Regions from separate parts of the Mus musculus genome. Here region 1 is linked to region 2. The links are chromatin contacts, called in public Hi-C maps. All regions are on one chromosome and are shown on one strand. The core of a region is the stretch at or near the end of the contact, and the rest is flanking DNA. Distances in the headings are between cores, read along the strand shown.

Region 1 (4,285 bases), core at 789-3,288, 230 kb after region 2:
TAAGCGAACATCCCCTAGTCTATGCCTCCTAGCTCGGAGACCTCTCAGGGAAGCTTATTCACCAAGCCTTTCTAGCCCCAATCCCTGCCTCTTTCAGTAACAGTTCTGAGAAAGGATCAACTTCAGCTGTGCAATATGCTGGCCAACATTTTAGAAACGCTGGAACCAATTTATTCCATCTGGAAACTAGTTTCAGCTTTTATTGCCGCAGAATTGAGTCCAAACTAGACCAAATTTCCAAAAGGAGGCCCCTATTCCTCTACTGTCAGGATTTTTCTCTTTTTTAAGGTGCACTCATTTAAAAGATTTAAATGGTAAGCAGCATCCAAAACCTTTGACTGTTGTAGACCAGCTACATCTTCCTAGATAGTTTCTTTTCCATGTTGCTTCTTTCCATGAATGGAAACCAATTCTACCCTTGAGGACTCCAAAAGGCAGAGTTTGCAGAAGTTACTCTGTTCTGTGGTGAGTGTGTATTTTACTCATTGTTTCCCTAATGCCCTGCAGTGGTGACTCAAGCGCTCTCCTAGAACAGCAGAGGATGGATCTCTTTTGCATATACATTAAAATATTAACAGCTACATCTAAATAAAACAGTCGCCCCAAATCTATTTCTACAAACACATCAAAATGATGTAATGTTGAACATTTTCAACAGCCTCATGCATAAGAGTTCTTTGTTTCAGTCCATCTGCTCCTGATTAAACATTTTATATTTCCATTGTGATTAATTATGCTATTTATATACTTGAAAATGATTTGTTTGGAAAGGTATAGGCTAGTGTAAGCCTCTCGTTTCTGAGAATGACAGCCCTTCAAAAAGTAGAGCGGCACTGTGCACTCAGGAAATTCACCATCTGCTTCCTTATGCTCTTAGAACATATTACAAACCTATAGCAGAACAGAATTGAGGGAAAACCGAGTCTAAATAATGCTAATGGCATTCATTTGAGATGTTCAAAAATGTATCCATTTTTAATTAAGCCAAGATACTCTCTAGTCCCCAAAGAACATTGGACTGCTTCATTGTTTGTTATCTGCACTCAGATTTAGAGTTAAATCGTCAAATGGCTGGACATTTTCCACCTGGTCTAGACAGCTCCCTTAACTCATTCTAGTCAATCTAGATTGAGTATACCAGGACTTAGCCCAGACCAAAGGACTCTTCACCAGACTTGAGCACACCTTAATCCCATAAAGAGAACAGGATTAACATAATAATAAATATAATTGAGAAAAATGCTCTAAACAGAGTGCACTGGAGCCTTGAGGTGGCTCAGTAAGATGGTCATTTCCACCAAACCTGATAGGAGCTCAATAGTGAGCTGAATGCAGGCCCCAGAACTCCCATGGTAAAAGAAGAGCATGAGTTCCTGCGAGTTGTCTCGGTTGCATGCACCCACAAACATGTAGGCATGCACTTGAGTAATAAATACATAAAAGGTAAGTACGTAAATACGTAAGTAAGTAAAGTAAAAAAGTAAGAAAACTTGTTTCAATGATTATTTCCAACAGGGATGTTTGTTGATAGCAACAGACTATGTCCCTATAATTTCGCATTTTTACATGATCAAACTTGTATCTGAAACCAAGAATAACCTGTTATTCAGCCTGACCAATCTGCTTTTAGTCAAATTTGATTTTCGTAGCAAATCTAAACAGAACTGCCCTCACATGAAAATAAATGTATGCCAAACACTAGATGGTGATTTTTTTTTGTTTTTTTTGTTTTGTTTTGTTAATGTGCATTATCTATTTCCAACAAGAACAGACACTATCAAGCTGTCTGCTGGAAGGCTATTCACAAAAGTAGCCAACGTGACTTGCTTTCTTCTGCCTCTTGTTTTTCCTAATCAGTGCCCACTCATTAACACACCCACGTGCTTTCGGGCTTTGTGCCCTGCACACCATTTCTTTGCTCTGAGTGTCTCTGACTGCCTTCCCTCTTCTGTTTTCTTCATCCCAACTGAGAACTGTGCTATGACTCCTGGCATCTCTATTAAGGAGTGAGCCACATGGAAGTGATTAGCATTGCAACTGCAAAAACTGAAAGCACTCCCTTGCACACTATGGAAAGGAAACATGTCATGTAGCAAACAGGTTCCTGTGGTGGGGTTTGCAGCCAGGAAGACAAACTATTGGCTGAGATCTCAGTTTTCTTGTTATCACTGTAGATCAAAAAGATGTGATCATCCCTTCTGATAGCCTCCCCGCTTTGGTAAACAGCCTCTGAGTGAGTTCATTAAATATTTAAACAGCCCTGGTATCTATTAATGTTATCAGACACATGAAATATGTCTGATGGATTTATTCTGCCGTTAAGGAACCAGACCCCAGTGTCCCTCCTGGGAGTGAGCTCCAGCTGTTTAAACTATAATTCCATCACTAGGAGGCATGGTGAAAGCACTGACCTCTTAGAAACGGACGGCTTGCTACTCAGCCTGGAAATTGCAAATGAAACCTTTCTGTAATAATGTTAAAATATGCACGCATAGGAATTAAAGCACTTGGGGTCACCAGCAAAGCCTGATGTGTTTTCGGTAACCTCTAAACAGCTGGCAGAAAGAATCCTATAAATCAATGCTTGGAAGATTAGCAATCAGGGGATATATAAGTCTTTTTGGGTTCAGTAGCTCCTCCGCCATAGCTGAAAGAATCTGAATCAATCCTTTGAATCTTTTGTGTCCTTTTAAAATACCATTATTTTTGATTCTGTTTCTCAGGATGAAGATTTATGCTGATACTGTACTTCTTACTTACATTCATAAAATCAACATAATAAAATGTTACGCATGAAGGCCTTCCATCTTTAAGGTAATTTGTAATCCCCCCTTTTGACATTTGAAGCTCATAAGGAAACAACTTTGGCAAGTGAGATAAAGAGTGTCTTCTTAAACCTCCTACATAGGACTAAGACATGTTTTAGTTCGCTGGTGATAGATCATCCATAGCCCTGAGAATTGTTTATACCAACCTAAATTGATATGAAATTCCTTGAGTGGCTTACAAGACATAAAACTAGATGTTTCCATTTCCTAGACATGTTAAGCTTCCTGGCTATGAATGGGAAGAGCTGGACTCGTCGTAGTAGGAAATGTATTATTCTTTCTGAAGTCATCAAACAAGTGGGAGCCTCACAGCCTGAAACACAAACTAACTTTGAGTATCTTTCCAAGTATCACATACATTACCATGGTTTCTAATTGATAACAGACTGACTGTCAAAAGATGAAGATCTAGGTGATATAACACCTATGTTAAATGACAGAACAAAGACCCCCAACAGATCAGCTATGATAACAATGACCTAAATATAATATGATAGTAATGAGAATCAGGGCACAATCCTGGATTTTATTATTTAAAGAAAATTATATATGAAAATGTGGCAAGGAAAAAATAAAGATAGTAAATAATAGAAAACATTTCCCAGTGACACTTGGGGAGTCATGGTTTCACCATGACCTTTGCATATCCTTGAGATTCACCAACACTAAAATTCCAGTGTCTGTCCAGGCTGGAACAAAAGGTCTGCCTTTTGCTTCTCTGCTCTATATATTGGAATAAAATGAAAATAAGGGAGATGATCTATAATGCAGCAAGCAATGGAGAGGTCAAACTGAATTCCCTTGGTTGCAAGTACAAATGTCTTCTACAGTTATGGTGGGCTAGCCTGGACAGGCATAACTGACACAAATCACTCTTTATTTCTAGATACAGAGTAATTGTATCTTATGAGACCCCAGTTATACCAAAGAGTTGAGAGTCAATAGGATATCGAACAAACAACTCTAATAATACACAAGAGAGGGAATGTGACAGAACTCTGCTATGAGTAAAATAAACAGGTCTTAATTGGCTTCAAGTTTATTACGAGTCAACTCTGAAAAGTCTGCCATAAGGGCTAATATAATCTGATTTTTATTGACCCCCATAGAAACCAGTCCAATGTGGATGACAATCCTGCCTTCCTAATGCATTAATCACACTAAACTCAGAATTTCATTGTCTGTGTAATCTATTGCCCTTTATAAAGGATGGAGCATGTCACAAAGAAGGGAAAAGAGACCCACAGTGCTGTTGAGTGATCAATGACAACATACAGGAAATGCTTGGTACATGAATCCAATTAGATTTGAAATAGGTGCTGCAATTGTGGAGAAGGGATTGGATTTCAACTGTGTGGTGTTAATAATATAATTAGAATATTTGGTGAATGTTATAATGAATAAGTTACAAAGTTACACCTGAGCATATAGAAACACTTACTAATAAGCATAGCCCT
Region 2 (4,350 bases), core at 109-2,608:
TGGGAAGCAATTAAACAAAGAGCCCACTGACAGACGCACAGTGTTCAGGATCTTACATCCACTGCACCAAATAAGGAATGACCATGTCTGGGGAGCTGTGTTTTTCTGAGGACTTTTAGACAAGCATTTCCTGCTTTGTTTGGAGACTTAGGAAGAATGGAATGAATGTCCGCTTTGATTCTCACGGGTTGACCTATTTTGACTGTTTTCAGGAAAATAATCTTAGAGTCCTCTTTGAACTTCAACCAAATTGCCTTCTTAAAAAAATGTATTAAGACAACTGACTTCATTTTCTTCCCAGATTATTTTGGAGCTGGTCTGAGAAGAGCATATATGTTTTCTCCAAATTCATTGTGGAAATGGTTTGCTGCGTGTTGTGAAAAGCAAGTTTAGTTTCATTTCCTCTGCCGACTTTTCAACCTGACAGTGCTAAATGGCGAGAATTCTTTGGGATTATGGTGTGTGTTTTGAGAGAGATCCTGGAACAGATGGTTATTTTCAGCCATTTTGTCACTGTGGCAAGATACTGCTGCTGTGTGCAGAAGAGAGAGAGGACCTTTCTTTGAAAAAAAGGAAAAAAAATCACATAAAATTCAGAAGAGAATTCAGTTTCCCATACCAAGTATAGATATTTTACTATTCTCTTCAGAAAGCATGAATTTCAAAACTGTATTTTATATGAGAAAAATAATTCTCCCACTGAGAGATCTCTGGGAAAGACAATTTTTAAATATTGAAACAGGTAGAATGTTTTGCCTTTCCGATTTTTCTGTTACGGAGAATCTGGACTCTTGCACATCTTTCCTTAGCTTCCAGGCCATCGGATTGCACGAGGGCAATATGAAATGCTAATTCCCGCATCAGGAGTTCCATGGATTCCCTGTGTGCTCTGCTCCCAGACCCTGAGAAACACATCCATCAGGCCTTGGTCTGACTGAACACAGGTAGATGGTTTATAGACTGTTAGCCCACACTGCTGCTTTAGATTTGCGGGATTACTCCACAAGAACAAGGCAGGTTCTATTTTTGACATTTCAGCAAAGAGACCACTTGTACACTACGGCCTGAGTTGATTTACTGTAAGAAAATAAGAGTGCTGTAATTTGTAAGACATTTATTACATGAGTCCAATTTTTTTTTTTAAAGAAACGCTCGGTGTCTCTGTCCATCCCATCTGGTTTTATTTTAAACTTGCTCTAGTCACATATGAAATTTTGCTTAGCTGTCTTCATTTTCTTAGTCAATCTTGATTAATGGCCTTCAAAGTAAAAATAATTGGCCTGCATCAGGGTTGTTTTATAACTCTTGTTCGCAAAGAATGTGAGAGGCTGGAAAATGAGCCTAAACAGAAGGAATGCATTACGTTGGTCTTTGAGAAAGAGCAGTCCTTCGCTTGTGTTTCACTGTGTATTTTTATAACAGGCGCCTCCTTGACCGTCCGCGATATTGCAGATATGCAGAGCCAGGACTTATGTATACTTCATCAAATCGGCCATGGCGGCTCAACTTCCCCACACACTACACATGTGAGGCTAGAACGTCCCCAGGCCAGCGTGGTACGGCTGGGAAGCCTGAAAGTTAATCATCTAGCAAGCCCAGTCTGTGAGACCCAGAAGTTAAAGCAGGGCAGGGGGCTAATTGTCACTGAAGTTTAAATGGTTTGTTTATAAAAGACTTCTCCAGCCTGGGCATTCCCCAGCCCCACTTTCCTCAAAAGTGTGTTCAACTTTAAAGGAGTTAAGGGAACCGTGCTCGCCCTATGACCACTGTGGGTTGGGACTCAAGCTCTGTTTCCTTTCAAGATCTTCACTTCTGGGAGAGCCTGACAGTTACAGAAATAAATTTGAGTTCAAACACAGACACACACAGACATAGACAAAAAAACCACATAGACACACACACTCAAGATACACAGACATACAGGCACATAGAGACACAGACAAACATAGAGTCACACGGATAAACACAGAGATACACAGACACAAACAAAGACATACACACAGGCACACACAGAGAAAAACACACAAAGACACAGACACACAGAGAGGAAAAGACAGAGAGAGACACAGAGAAAAGCAGAAAAAGATACCCAAACATAGATACACACAGAGATTCATACATTCACACCAAGACATACATACTACATACATATATACTCACACAGACACACGAATACACACACAAACAGACACATAAAGACATACATATATATAGACACACAGGCATGGATATACAGAGAGACACAGATGAGTTAATCTTTCTAAATAATATGCTATTATATAAATAGATAGTATATGGAGCATAAATAGCAAATCATGTTATCACTAGTGTTAGAAAGTTAACCTAAAAGATTCAACTTCTCAAAAATTCTAATACCAGGTTCAATAACCTAGATTTGTACAAATTTTGAATGTTCTTATATCTGGTGTTTAAAACAAAAACACAATTAAAATTCCTTTAGGTTTCAATTGATGTTAAACATACATCGATTCACAGTAACTTATCCACACCAGCAGGCTCACTGCCCATAGCAGGCAGGCGGCTGTTTGGGCAGTGCTCTGTGAGAGCCATTATTTCCTCTTGTTCAGAGCCCCAGGGCTGGCTGAGCCTTCGGGAGGTGAGGTACAAGATGGAAGGGGTGGAGAGCAGCTCCCTGATGCTGGTAAAAGCTTTTTGACAGTTCTACTAAGTAACTACAGCCGAGGCCTTGATTAAATAGCTATTATGCTCCACATGTTTTCCTAAAAGGAAAATTAAACCCATTCTCAGCAGGAAAGGAAGGATGCGTATGGCACCAGGCTGTGGCACAGGGGAAAATGCTGGACTGAGAACTTAAACCCACAAGGAAACATGAAGTTTCCTGGGCCTCTTCCTCTTCCTCAGGCTTCTACCGCATTGCCTCTTCCTAACCAGTTTCTCCTGTTCCTTCAGTCTCTAATTTCTCTCTTGGCTAATGAGCCAGGGAGTCTTTTTCATGCTTTTCTCCTGCCCTCTCAGCCTGCTGGATTCCAAACTCGAGGCTGGATATGGAGGGTATTGTGTTAGGTATAGTAAGCCAGACCCAGAAAGACAAGCTTCTGTCTTTGCCTCCGTATCCAGTCTAGAGTCGTTCAGAAGTGAAGTTGAGTAAATATTATTGGGAAGAGGAAAAGGAGCAGTGAGGGAGGAAAGGAGAGAGAGGAGACAGTAATAGGAGTGAATGTGTACAGAGTGCATGACATTCAATGTCACAACGAAACCCATTATTTTGTACAATTAATAGACACTAATGTTTTTTAAAGAAATGAGTTTTTTTTTACTGCCTGGGAAGGCAATTCTTCTTCCATGCATCTTACAATAGTTATACTTTCCAGAATAATGACAGAACCATGGACAATGTCCTAGTCTCTCAAGCATCCTACCTTCATTACTCCAGAACATTCACAAATTACCCACATGAATTCATAATCTAGCAGATGCTGCTAATCCGGGTAAGTTTGTTTACTTAGAAATGTATTACTCTAGAGACCTGCGTTTGGTCAGTTCTTATTAGTATATGTCCATGCACCCCATTCAATGTATTATTTCAGTTTATTTTTATAACAGAACCAGCCTCCACAAGACCAAGAGCTTTCCTCCTATTGATGCCAGACAATGCCATCCTCTGCTACATGTGCGGCTGGAGCCATAGGTCTCTCCATGTGTACCGTTTGGTTCGTGGTTTAGTCTCTGGGAGCTCTAGGGGATCTGGTTGGTTGATATTGTTGTTCTTGCTATGGGGTTGCAAACCCCTTCAGCTCCTTCAGTCCTTTCTCAAACTCCTCTATTGGGACCCCGTGCTAAGTCCAATGGTTGACTGCAAGCATCTGCCTCTGTATTTGTCAGGCTCTGGCAGAGCCTCTCAGGAGACATCTATAACAGCCTCCTGTCAGCAATCACTTCTTGGCATCCATGATAATGTTTGGGTTTATCCCTGGGTGAAACAGTCTCTAGATGGTCTTTCCTTCAGTGTCTGCTCCACACTTTGTCCCCATATTTCTTTTAGACAGGAGCCCTTCTGGGTTAAGAATTTGGAGACAAGTGGGTGGCCCCATTCCCCAACCTGGGGGGCCTTGCTTAACCTTTGGATAGGATCTCTTCAGGTTCTCCTTCCCCTTTGTTGGGCATTTCATGAATCCCCAACCCTTGTCCAAGAGTGACACACTGCATTTCTTTTTTTTTTTTTTTTTTTTTTTTTTTTTTTTTTTTTTTTTTTTTAGCAATCTTAGGATAGCAGAGAGAGCACAAAGGGTTTCCCATGGGTCCTGGCAGAGAAACCCAGCTTGTGGATGACAGTCCTTCTTCCCCAGCTGTGCCAGAAACCAGGTGGGA

What was found. Hi-C and Micro-C count contacts between places; a contact is called where the count stands out from the background.
Region 1: a contact with region 2 is called in a Hi-C map of uterus, with 4 times the contacts expected there. The contact joins two enhancer-like sites. A contact is called at or near these places in 4 of 484 Hi-C or Micro-C datasets (cranial neural crest and uterus).

The regions. Positions count from the first base shown.
Region 1 is chr4:13,467,258-13,471,542 of GRCm38.p6, forward strand. No RefSeq gene overlaps it. Among named protein-coding and RNA genes, the nearest start is that of Gm46881, 50 kb to the right of the region's middle. Within about 2 kb of position 2,039, at least 17 of the 459 cell types and tissues checked have an H3K27ac peak or open chromatin away from gene starts, as enhancers often do. A contact at or near this core is called in uterus, where this site is marked.
Region 2 is chr4:13,240,878-13,245,227 of GRCm38.p6, forward strand. No RefSeq gene overlaps it. Among named protein-coding and RNA genes, the nearest start is that of Gm46880, 40 kb to the right of the region's middle. Within about 2 kb of position 1,359, at least 54 of the 459 cell types and tissues checked have an H3K27ac peak or open chromatin away from gene starts, as enhancers often do. A contact at or near this core is called in uterus, where this site is marked.